2 separate regions of the Sus scrofa genome follow, and region 1 is linked to region 2. The links are chromatin contacts, called in public Hi-C maps. All regions are on one chromosome and are shown on one strand. The core of a region is the stretch at or near the end of the contact, and the rest is flanking DNA. Distances in the headings are between cores, read along the strand shown.

The links. Hi-C and Micro-C count contacts between places; a contact is called where the count stands out from the background.
Region 1: a Hi-C map of liver shows a contact between it and region 2, with 4 times the contacts expected there. The contact joins the enhancer-like site here to the promoter of ITGB5 in region 2. A contact is called at or near these places in 5 of 5 promoter capture datasets (fetal liver, fetal skeletal muscle, liver and 1 more), 16 of 47 Hi-C or Micro-C datasets (adipose tissue, alveolar macrophages, brain and 9 more) and 2 of 2 datasets of contacts at active chromatin or transcription factors (alveolar macrophages and skeletal muscle).

Annotation. Positions count from the first base shown.
Region 1 is chr13:135,576,561-135,581,998 of Sscrofa11.1, forward strand. ITGB5 (integrin subunit beta 5) reads left to right here. Exons shown (of 15, transcript NM_001246669.1): 11 at 894-1,116. Among named protein-coding and RNA genes, the nearest start is that of UMPS, 71 kb to the right of the region's middle. Within about 2 kb of position 2,826, at least 40 of the 83 cell types and tissues checked have an H3K27ac peak or open chromatin away from gene starts, as enhancers often do. A contact at or near this core is called in adipose tissue, brain, fetal liver and 5 more, where this site is marked.
Region 2 is chr13:135,465,774-135,470,892 of Sscrofa11.1, forward strand. ITGB5 (integrin subunit beta 5) reads left to right here and starts at 2,338. Exons shown (of 15, transcript NM_001246669.1): 1 at 2,338-2,418. The coding sequence starts at 2,349.

The sequences.
Region 1 (5,438 bases), core at 1,576-4,075, 110 kb after region 2:
ATGACAGTCCCTGCTGCCCAGGATGGCTGGCAGGATCCATCCAGTTCACGCCATAAACTGGCATGTGTGTAGTGCGTTTAGTGTCCGCCGCTCCTGCTCCCTGTGCCTGCCCCTCAATGGTCCCGCTCGGGGCCTTGGCTCCAAGGCCAGAGAAGGATCAGCATCTCTCTGAGGCTGAGGGACAAGACAGCAGTTTGGATTTCCTTTGTGGCTGGAACAAGTTACCGGTGCCTGAGAACGACTCTGGTGTGTTCTCTCAGTTCTGGGGGTCAGTCTTCGAGGTGTCAGCAGCTCACGCTCCCTCTCCCAGGCTCTGGGGAGGCTCCACTCCCTCACCTTTGCTCTCTGGCAGAGCTGCGTTCCTTGCATTCCGTGGCCCCTCCAGGCCTCTCCCTCCATCCTCAAAGAAGGCAGCGCAGCATGCTGCTTCCCTTGTCCCTTGCCACCACCTTCTGGAGTCAGCTCTCCCTTTGCCTTCCTCGTATGTGGACGCGTGGCGTGGCATTGAGGGCCCCCCTGGATAATCCAAGAGAATCTCTTTCTCAAAATCCTTCACTTAATCACATTGCAAAGTCTCTTCTGCCCTGTATGAGGTAACAGTCCTGGTTCTGGGGCCATTATTCACATGACAAGGTAGACAGCAAGAAGCTCTCTGGGGTCCTGGGCCAGTGGCATGACTTGGTCAAGTTCTGGACCAACTTGGAGCAGCACCGGACCCAGCTGGGCCACATGCACTGCCCAGGCCTCTGTGTCTGGCCCAGACAGTCTCCAAGGGCACAGTTAGTATCTTAGTCTGTTGGATTCCCAGTGCCTGGCACATGGCAGGCGCTGGGTTGTTGGTTGTGTCTTCGTGCATGCAGGCAGGCGCTGATGTGCTGTGTGTGTCCCTTTAGGCCATGGCGAGTGTCACTGTGGAGAATGCAAGTGCCACGCAGGTTATATTGGGGACAACTGTAACTGCTCAACAGACATCAGCACATGCCAGGCCAGGGATGGCCAGATCTGCAGCGACCGGGGGCACTGTGTCTGTGGGCAGTGCCAGTGCACGGAGCCAGGGGCCTTTGGGGAGAAGTGTGAGAAATGCCCGACCTGCCCTGACGCCTGCAGCACCAAGAGGTAAAGACCCTCCCCACAGCCCTCTCCACTGCCCCCCACACCCCACCTTCTTCTGCAGACCAGGCCTGACATCCGGCCACCAGCCCTCAGCACCGGCCAGCCTCTCACTCCCCATCTCAGGCACCTTCCCACTCGGCCTTGCTGGAGAGTGAAACTCTTACTAACATTAACTAGAATAGTGTCTTTGAAACACTGGTGTCATGGGGATTTTGTTTAAAAAATAAAAATAAAAAGCGAAACATGGAGTTCCCGTCATGGGAACGAATCCGACTAGGAACCGTGAGGTTGCGGGTTTGATCCCTGGCCTTGCTCAGTGGGGGTTAATGATCCGGCATTGCCGTCAGCTGTGGGTAGGTTGCAGATGCGGCTCGGATCCCACGTTGCTGTGGCTCTGGTGTAGGCTGGTGGCTACAGCTCTGATTTGACCCCTAGCCTGGGAACCTCCATATGCCGTGGGAGCGGCCCAAGAAATGGCAAAAAAAAAAAAAAAAAAAAAAAAGAGCAACAGCAGCAGCAAAACAAGACTCTTACTCTGTTCCTAAGCAAGTTCAGAACCACTGAGTTAAAGGCAGTTAAACTGATTCTGGTACCAACATAGCATCTTCTTGAGCCTTTATTGGGCCACTGCGTATTTCAAAAGGGATTCCCCCCATGCATCTTGTTTTCCAAATGAATTTGCTTCCTGCCCTCCCCCACCATTAACATCTCCCAACATGGTTTCACAAGCCACTCACATGGGAAAGGCTGCTTTAAACAAACCATAGTCAGAAGGTAAATTGGATGGGAGGGCACCCGACCTAGATAAGGCATGCCAGGAACCAACTGCAGTGGCTTTTGAATTTTCTGCTCCATTTGTACAGATAATGGAGCGGGTCTCTGTGCCGCTGCTGAATGCAGAGCTTGTCCAGACGCAGGCTCCAGGCCTTCCCCGACTCAGCCATGGGGTCACGTTCCCCTGTGGACCTCCCCACAGCTCTGCCAGTCTGCCTGGGTGTGCATGAGAGGAGGGCATTGAAGACATCCAGGAGTGATGTCCTCGGAAAGCAAGAGTGACAGTTTCTGTTGAATTCCGCCAAAAAAGCAGCTGTGCCGTCACCATCCGAGCACGAAGGGGCCAGGAGGGAGGGGCACAGATAACTAGAAACAAATAATAATACAGACGTTGTTTCCCTTTGGCTGGGAGACACAAATGTGCAATTTTTTTGGCAGATGGCCCTTCCAAATGCCTGGCTCGGGTTCATAATGAGAGGAGTCTGTACTCCCTGAGCTGCCGCGGCTGCCGGTCAATCCATACTCAGAGATGCTCTGGGCGGCAGAACCCCTGGTTGGACATCGGCCACAATAATCCAGCCGTGGGTAATTGAAAGCTGGCTGCAGATGGAGAGACAAGATAGACAGGGCCAGATTTTACTTTGTGTGATTAGAAGAGGCCAGGCAGGGTAAGGGAGAGGGAACACAGAGTCTCTGTAGACCTGCTAAGAGCAGAGAAACAACAGAAGTCCAAATAGAAGCCACCCAGCGGAGGAGCGGAGGATCCTGGATCTGGAGCCCACAGAGCAGTGGAATCACATCTGAGCCTGGACTCACAGCCAGTTAATGCCTGAGGGAGGTGCCATCCCCACAGCTCGCAGCCGCAGAACCCTTCAGAGTATAGGCTCCAGTCCTTGGGGTAGAGGAAGTTGATGCGGGGTGGAGGGCAAGCTAGGACAACACACATGGAACTAATAAAAGCTGATAAAGCCCGTTGCTTCCCTTCCTCTGGCGCACAAGGCGGTAGAGGACTGGCTTGGGTCAGTTAAAAGGCCCCGGAGGAGATAGCCTTCCCCTTAAATGTTTAAAGCGTTCATTTGCTAGAGACGTGGACTGGGTGATTTGGTATCCATTAAGCAATTCCAGAGGAGCAAGGAGCAGAGAGACGCGGTAAATGAACCTCCTTACTCCCTCTTGTGTCCGAGCCACACTGACCCTCTGTCTCATTTACCGCCTCATTGTAATTTTTTTTTTAAGCAAAGTCTTTTTGATAGTGCCTTATGTCAAGCTGTTTCTATTTGCTGCTTTGCTGAGACCCACCAGGTTTGGAATGTCTCCTGTCCATTTTGGGGTTTTTTTTTTGGCCACACCTTTGGCATGTGGAAGTTTCCAGACCAGGGATTGAAGTCATGTCACAGCAGTGACCCACACTGCTGCAGTGACCATGCCGGATCCTTAACCTGTTGCACCACAAGGGAACTCCCTTTCTGTCCGTTTTTCCTCTGAGGTTTGAGAGCAGCCAATCTGTCCTTTCTCGAACTAACCAAACATACCCTTCACCTTGGGTGAGTTCATGTTCAGCCTCAGCTGATTTCAATTAACAGGCTCCCTGAGCAAAGTCTGTCTCAGCAACCTGTTTGTTTAAAGGCCAGGCTTATTTTAATACATGAGCACAACATATCACAAGTTTCAACCGAGTACGTGGAGCACACAGGTTAAACTGATAATGTCTGCACGGATGATCAGGGCATGTTCCCTGGAAGCGGCCTTGTGGTTTCATGACAACAGGGGGCGCAGATGGAGGGCAAGGTGAATCGGAGCAGAGACTGGCAGCAGCCAGCTTTCTTTGCAATGTGTTAATCCCTGGTGGTGGTGGCGGGGCAGCAGATCAGCATGAATAAGCAGAGCTGGAGCCACTCCTTCCTGGTCCCTAGCCAGGTCGCAGTTCCCTGCCCACTGGGGCTGTGGCCTCGGGAGAAATGCAAAAACTACCACCTTGTTTGTAACCGCAAGATGTTTCCGTGAAAGCCTTCCCAGGAGAGTGGGATTTTGTGGCCAATTCTGGGATAGTTGAATTCTTAAGCATATTATTTTTTAATTTATTTTTATGTATTTATCTTTAGGGCCACACCTGTGGCATATGGAGGTTCCCAGGCTAGGGGTCAAATCGGAGCTACAGCTGCCAGCCTGTGCCACAGCCACAGCAACACCAGAGCCGAGCCGTATCTTCAGCCTACATACACCACAGCTCACAGCAACGCTGGATCCTTAACCCACTGAGCGAGGCCAGGGATCGAACCCATGTCCTCATGGATACTAGTCGGGTTTGTTACCACTGAGCCACAACAGAAACTCTGAATTCTTAAGCATGTTACAAGCCCGGTAAGACGGTTTTGTACTTTCTTTCCACCATCTGCTCGTTCTTTGCTCCTTTGTGGTCAGAAAGTGGAGCAAGGCCTCGGGAGGGACTTGTCTGAGAGGCAGGGCACCTGGGTGCTGGACCCCACTACCATTGATTTCTCATGTCCCTTGCCTGTACAAGAAGAGCGACTTAATACAAGGCTCCCAGCTCCCTCCAGGCCTGACGCACCACTGCACGGTTTCTGCCCCAGACATGCAGTAGCTGGTCTCCTTGTCCCGAGGGGCTTAAACATGATCATAATGAAGGTGATGCCTGGCGGTTGTATATCCCTCCCTGTTTTTGCCAGAGAGCTTTCCAGACACACAGCTCCCTTGGCCGCCGCAGGCCTGGGGGGTAGGGAGGGCGGCTGTCCCCCACTTGGCCAAGGCTCTGTGAGGCCACCTGCCACCCTCTGGTGCCAGGGCACCGCTGCAGGGAGGTGGCGGCCCTCCCAGCATGCTTGGCTCTTGCTTCCCTTGCCCTGTTTTCCCAAGGAGGCCCTGTTTTGGGGGTTCTCACCCTCCTTGTGGGCCACCGGGCACTATCATCTCGCAAAGTCCCTGCAAGGCCACTGTCAGCAGGTTGTTCTGTTCCAGCCCACTTCTCCCTGGAGTTGAGTCCCCACCATCCCATTTATGCTCCCACAGCCCCAAAGTCCCCCAGAGGGGTCAGGACCCTCTCTCCCTCCACAGAAACTTTACAGACCCTTCGAGCTTAGCTCCTTTGCTGGAGCTCTGTCTGGGAGGGGGAAGGGGGCGAGGGCCTGGGAGTCTCTAGGATAGTGGTTCCCGCTGGCCCTCCCCTTTAATCAGATGCCCCGGGAGCCCAGGGTCTGGCCCTGGAGATAGGAGTCCATGGGTGTGGCTGGACCCAGGCGGCAATACTTTTGTCTTGAAAGCCCATCTAGAGAAGAATGCGCAGGCGGGCAGGGGGGGGTCCTGGGAATTGGGGTCCTGGGGGTGTAAGGACCCCTCTTCGAGGCCGGGAACACTTTTTCAGACTCCTTAGTGAGGCATTTGAGGCTCCAGGGTGCAGACGGGTTTGTCTCCTGATATCAGAATTTCGAAGGTCGCCCATCTGCACCTTGACACGTGGACCAGATATGCCTCTCAACTCATGTTCCTCCAAGAACCCTCGGGCTTCCCTGCATGATAGCAACCGAAAGGGCTGA
Region 2 (5,119 bases), core at 1,088-3,587:
TCTCCCTTCTGAGGGGGGCTCTCAGGCACGCTGACTTTGCTGATCAGAGGAAGCCAAAGCATTTGGAGGACATTTCCACTCTCCAGCTTAAAAGGATGAAGGGTGACTGGACAAGAAATAGCCACAAACCAGAAAACGAAAGCTTGGAAGGAATTAGAAGAGGCATCTATCTCTAAACCAGTTCTGAGATAATGGATTGTGGAAGAATGATGTCATCACTTGGGATTCAGCGGTTTATGGCAGGTCTGGGCAGGTTGGGAATCACCTGATGGGACAGGAGGATGATTTGGCTGCAGCACTTTCCAGGTGCAGTCCCGGGAAACAGGGGTGTGTGTGTGAAGTCTGAACAGTGAAGCACCATGTTGGGGTGGGGAGGATGGTACACAGATCAGATACCACAGGGCCTTAACTTAGAGGATGCTTTATAAATGCAAGTTTTTATAGTATTGATCAATGCAGTATTTACTCACTTTCTGCAACTTAACATTCTGTCCATCTAATTGATCCATCACATCCTCACTGGACAAATCTTTTAAAATCACCACTTGGCACTGACACCTCCTCAGTTCAAACTCTTTCACTGGCTGCCCATTATTTATAATCATTGCCTCTCAAAAAAAGAGTAGCCCCCAGGCCACCCTGCTGAGGCAGAAAGACCCAAGATAAACTAGGGGGAGCCTCTGCAGCACCACACTTACTGGAAAATGGGGACAAACATGACTCTTACATCAGGATAAACATGGGAGATATTTAGAGTATGATGATATCTGCATGCAGTTTAAGGATGAAATACTGGCCTTCAAGTGGAATTTGGAGCTTGGCCTCTGTGCACTCTATGCCACAGGAATAAGTTTACTTTCTCTGGCATCAGGGCACCATCTTGGGAAAGTTTGGGGTGGGAGAGCACAATTAAACCCCAAATTCCCTAATCTGGGCAGTTAGAACTTTCCCCTGCCTGTCCCCTGGGAGCCGTCTATCCAACTGGTGCCTGACCTGTAAAGGTCAGATTCCTTTGTTCCTTCTTCTGTTTTCAGTCAAGGCATTTTGAACTTTTGGAAAATGTACTTCTTCTGGCAATTAACCCCTATGTGTCTCAGTTTTCTCATCTGGATAACAGCAGGGTTGTGGGGAGGATTGCAGGAGTTAACACGGTATTTACATTTCAGTGCCTGGCTAGCACAGTGCTCTCTGCACGTGTTAGGCATCCCATTATTTCCTTCTATACGCAGGCGGCCTCTTCTCCTTTTGCCTATAAATCATTCCAGTCTCAATCCATTCGTCATGGCCCAACCTAAGCCCACCTAGTACTTTGCAGGTGTTGTTGGGGGTGGGGGGTGGAGATAGATAAGCTCCCCACTCCCACCCCTCACTTTACAGCTCAGCTGTAAGGATAAGGTAAAAGCCAAAGCATCTGGTTTTTTAATTTAACAGCAGTTTGGCTTCAAGGAAACCTCCGGTGAATCGAGATAAGGGAAACACAAACTAGCGACATATTGGCCCGTCTCCAATCCGAGAACGGGGCAAAACTTTAATGAGGGGAAAGTGTGTTGTATGAGTGCCTCCACGCCCCATGCGCCTTCTCTTCCCCACCGAAGGCGTCGCCTCGCCGTGACAAGCCCGGCTCTGGGAGGGCGACACCGCCTTAGGACGATTTCCCCAGACCCGCTCTCCCTGCTGAAGTTCACCAACTCCAAGCAACCTCCGCCAGCCTGCGGAGCCGGCTCCGCCCCCTTCCCGTAGCCTCCAGTTGCTACCAAAGCTCCGCCGAAACCCACCTCGCGATTTCGGCCCCCGCCCCCGCCCCCAGGTGCGCTGGAAGCAGCTCCCACCTGGACGCCCTCGGCCTCCAATCTCGGGCCGGTCCCCGCGCGGGGCGGAGCTCGCGCAGCCCCGCCTCGCCGTAAACTGACCGAGTGGCAGTCGGGCGGGGGCCGGGAAGGGGAGAGAAGGGGAGGAGAAAGGAGAGGAGGAAAGTGGACCCCAGCGGGCCTGAGGGAGGAAGGGAAGGGGCGGAGGCGACGGGCAGAGTGTGCCGGCGCGCAGGGGAGCTTCAGCGCGGGGCGCGTCCCGGAGCCAGAGTCGCCGCCGTAGCGCAGAGCCTGCCGATCCGCCTGCCCAGAGCCGCCCTCCGGGGCCGTCCCGAGCGGCGACACCCCGGGCGTCCCGGCCGGCGAGCCGGCGCAGCGGCGGCTCTGGGACTGGGCGGCGAGAGCGCTGCGGGAGGGATGGTGGCGGCAGGGCGCGGGCCAGCTCAGCTGCCCCCGCCTCCCACTCGGCCGCGGCCCCCGGCCCTCCGCCCCCGCGCCCCGGCCCCCGCCGCACGCCGCCGCTGAGCCGGGAGCCCCACCATGCCGCGTTCCCCCGCGCCCCTGTACGCCTGCCTCTTCGGGCTCTGCGCGCTCGTGCCCCGGCTCCCAGGTAAGCCGCGCCGCCCGCCGTGCCGAAGGAAACTTTGTGGCGCAGCCAGCCGCCCGCGGGCGTCTCGGAGGTTCCGAGGCCGGGGCTGTTGTCTGAAAGTAGAGGCGTCCCCAGGGCACTCCTTGGTGGCTAGCCGCCGGGGACGGCCGGGTGGACGGCTCCCGAACTGCGTGAGCCACCGCGCGCGGGGTCCGCCGCAGCCCCTGAGGGCAGTCGTTCGGCCTCCAGCCCCCTCCCGGGCAAGGAGGAGCCTTCCTGTGTAAACAGCCCTGCCCGTCTGCTGACCCAGCCTGCGTGCGCCCGCGCCCAGTGCGCGGGGAGGGCCGCCGCCTGCCGCCCCGCGTCGGGATCCGGGCTCTGCACTCCCTGGCACAAAGCGGCCCTTGTGGCCGGCTCGGGGCGGCCCGGGTGCAGGGAGGCGCCAAGTGATGCCCCGGTGCCCTGGTCCCTGGAGAATCGAAGGGCACCTGGAGGCGCGTGACTTGGAGTCTTCTCTGAAGCCAAAGCGTGGGGCCACGGCTTCTCCTGAGGGTTCGTCTCCTGGAGGTGCCGGTGCCCCTTAGCGGATTCTAGAGTTTCACCGCTCCTAGGCCGGCCGCCTTCCTGTGAAGATATACCCCCCCTTCCCCCAAGCCGTTGCACACCCGAGGGGGAGACCTGGGCCCCAAACCACATCCCCACCTGGAACATCCAGATCTGACAACTTCTGCCTGGCTGTACCCTGCGGTTTATGAACACTCCGGGCAGCACATTCCCTGATTTTGAAGGATTCTGGAGCAGAGGGCAGCGGGTGTGCAGTTGCCCTCGCAGGGCACTGCCCTGGGCTGGCGGCTGGGTGAGGAGCCCTCAGTTAACCTGCTTTAAGTTTTCGAAGTTGGGAGAGGGCTGGATGTGGCGGGTTGTTGGGAGGCCCCAGAGGGAGGATGCTCTGCTGGGCGCTGGGGCTGCCAGGCAGATGAGCTACCTGCACTCCGTCCCCTCCAAAAGCAGGAAGCTCCAAATTTTCTCGTTTCCTGTAGGAGATAATGGTGTTGAGATGCTTTGTTTACTTGCGAATTCGAGATACTATACGTTGGTCTTGTGAACCAGGTGTCTGACGCTCGAGGGAAGGGGAGGGCTCTTCCCTATGGTGTCTCATTTATGTAAAGGCAGTGGAGGTTTCTCTTTGGGAGGCAGGAAGGGTCTGGGCAAACTAAAACTTTCTTCTGACCCCCAACTCAAACTTATTACTGTAGCAGGTTTCTTTTATCACGCCAGAGCTTGAAGTAGATCAGTGGTTTGCAAACACCATCTGGCAGCCAGTGCCAGATCACTGATGTTTTTGTGGGTTCCCAGGGAAATGCAAAGAGGAGGATGTAGCCTGAGTCACATACAGGAGTAGTATATCGTTGCCAACAGTCCCCTGCTTCACATGGACTGGCCTTTAATTTCAAATTATTTCTTTTTATATTTTTGGTGAGAAAACCTCTTTTAGTAATATGTACTGTTAATGAAGGGTAGTTTTCCATTTGGGCAAGAATTAAAAAACCTGGCAGTCCTATAAACATTTTACCTCCTCTTCTTCGTTGCTGTTGTTTTTAAATCTTAATGACCTGTGAAATCCAGAAGTTTGGCAATTGCTGAAGGAGATGCCTTCTTTATTCCCTTACAGCTTGACGTTCTGTGATTCTAATAAAAACTTAAACACTTCCAGTTGCAAGGAATTCTTTCAATACATTATTTTCCATTTGCATTGTGATTTCTGTTTTTCAAAGTTCAAATACATCTTCTTCATGATCTTCATTTTTCCAGCAGGCCCAAGAGGGCGAAGTGATTTGCCCACTGCCCTTGTCCATCAGCCTCATAGCTTTTTGGTCCAGAGCCCTTTGTCCCACATGGTGCAGCTTAGGAAGAGAAAAAAGCATTGAGCCACGGCCATTTAATCCCACCTCTTTCAGTGCTCCTTTCTTCTGCCGCCGTTGCTTAGAGCTCAGCCAGTCCTCGAGCCGTGGAGCAGCAGAGCCGTGGTAGAGCAAGGCTGTCCTTGGCCTTCAGACCTGGCCACCTCCCTCTTAGTGCCCTGGAGCTTCTCAAGGTTAGGAGGGGTTGACACATATCTGTGTGATTTCTCTCCTAGGTTCCCAGTGTTGCTGAGCCAGCTGCATAGTTTGAAACAAGAGTTTTTCTTTTCCTTCCCTTATCTTTTTTTTCTTGAAGCACTGCAGGGTACTTTCTCCAGAGTTTGTTTCCGTCTTGCTACTAGAAACAGGATTCGAAAGAAAAACCTTCATTACCCAGTTTAAAAAAAAAAAAAACCCAACGGTGATCTGCAGGGTCATGCCTGCCTGGGAGTCCCTAGATCAGTGGCCAAGTTGCCCTTCTACTGCTTGCACCACACTTTCATCTGTGTGTTTACTCCAGCAGGAAACAGTCTTTTAATTTAAGGGGGTTCATTTCAAACATAGCCCTGGCAGGCTGCCCCCCCACCCCATCTGCTCTTATTTTCGCCTTGTGGAGGGCCTCCAGACAGGTCTTCCCACACAGTCAGAAAAGAGTTTCTCTGGGGTGAGGCTCTTGCTCTCTACTAAGAAGTGGGGAGGAGTGTGGCACTGATCGGGCTCCAGAGCTGGAGTCATGTTTGTTATCATAGTTTATTAAAAAGAAAAAAAAATCAAATGTTCTTTTAGTGAATGCCCTGCACACTGGAAGGCTCTAAATCCTA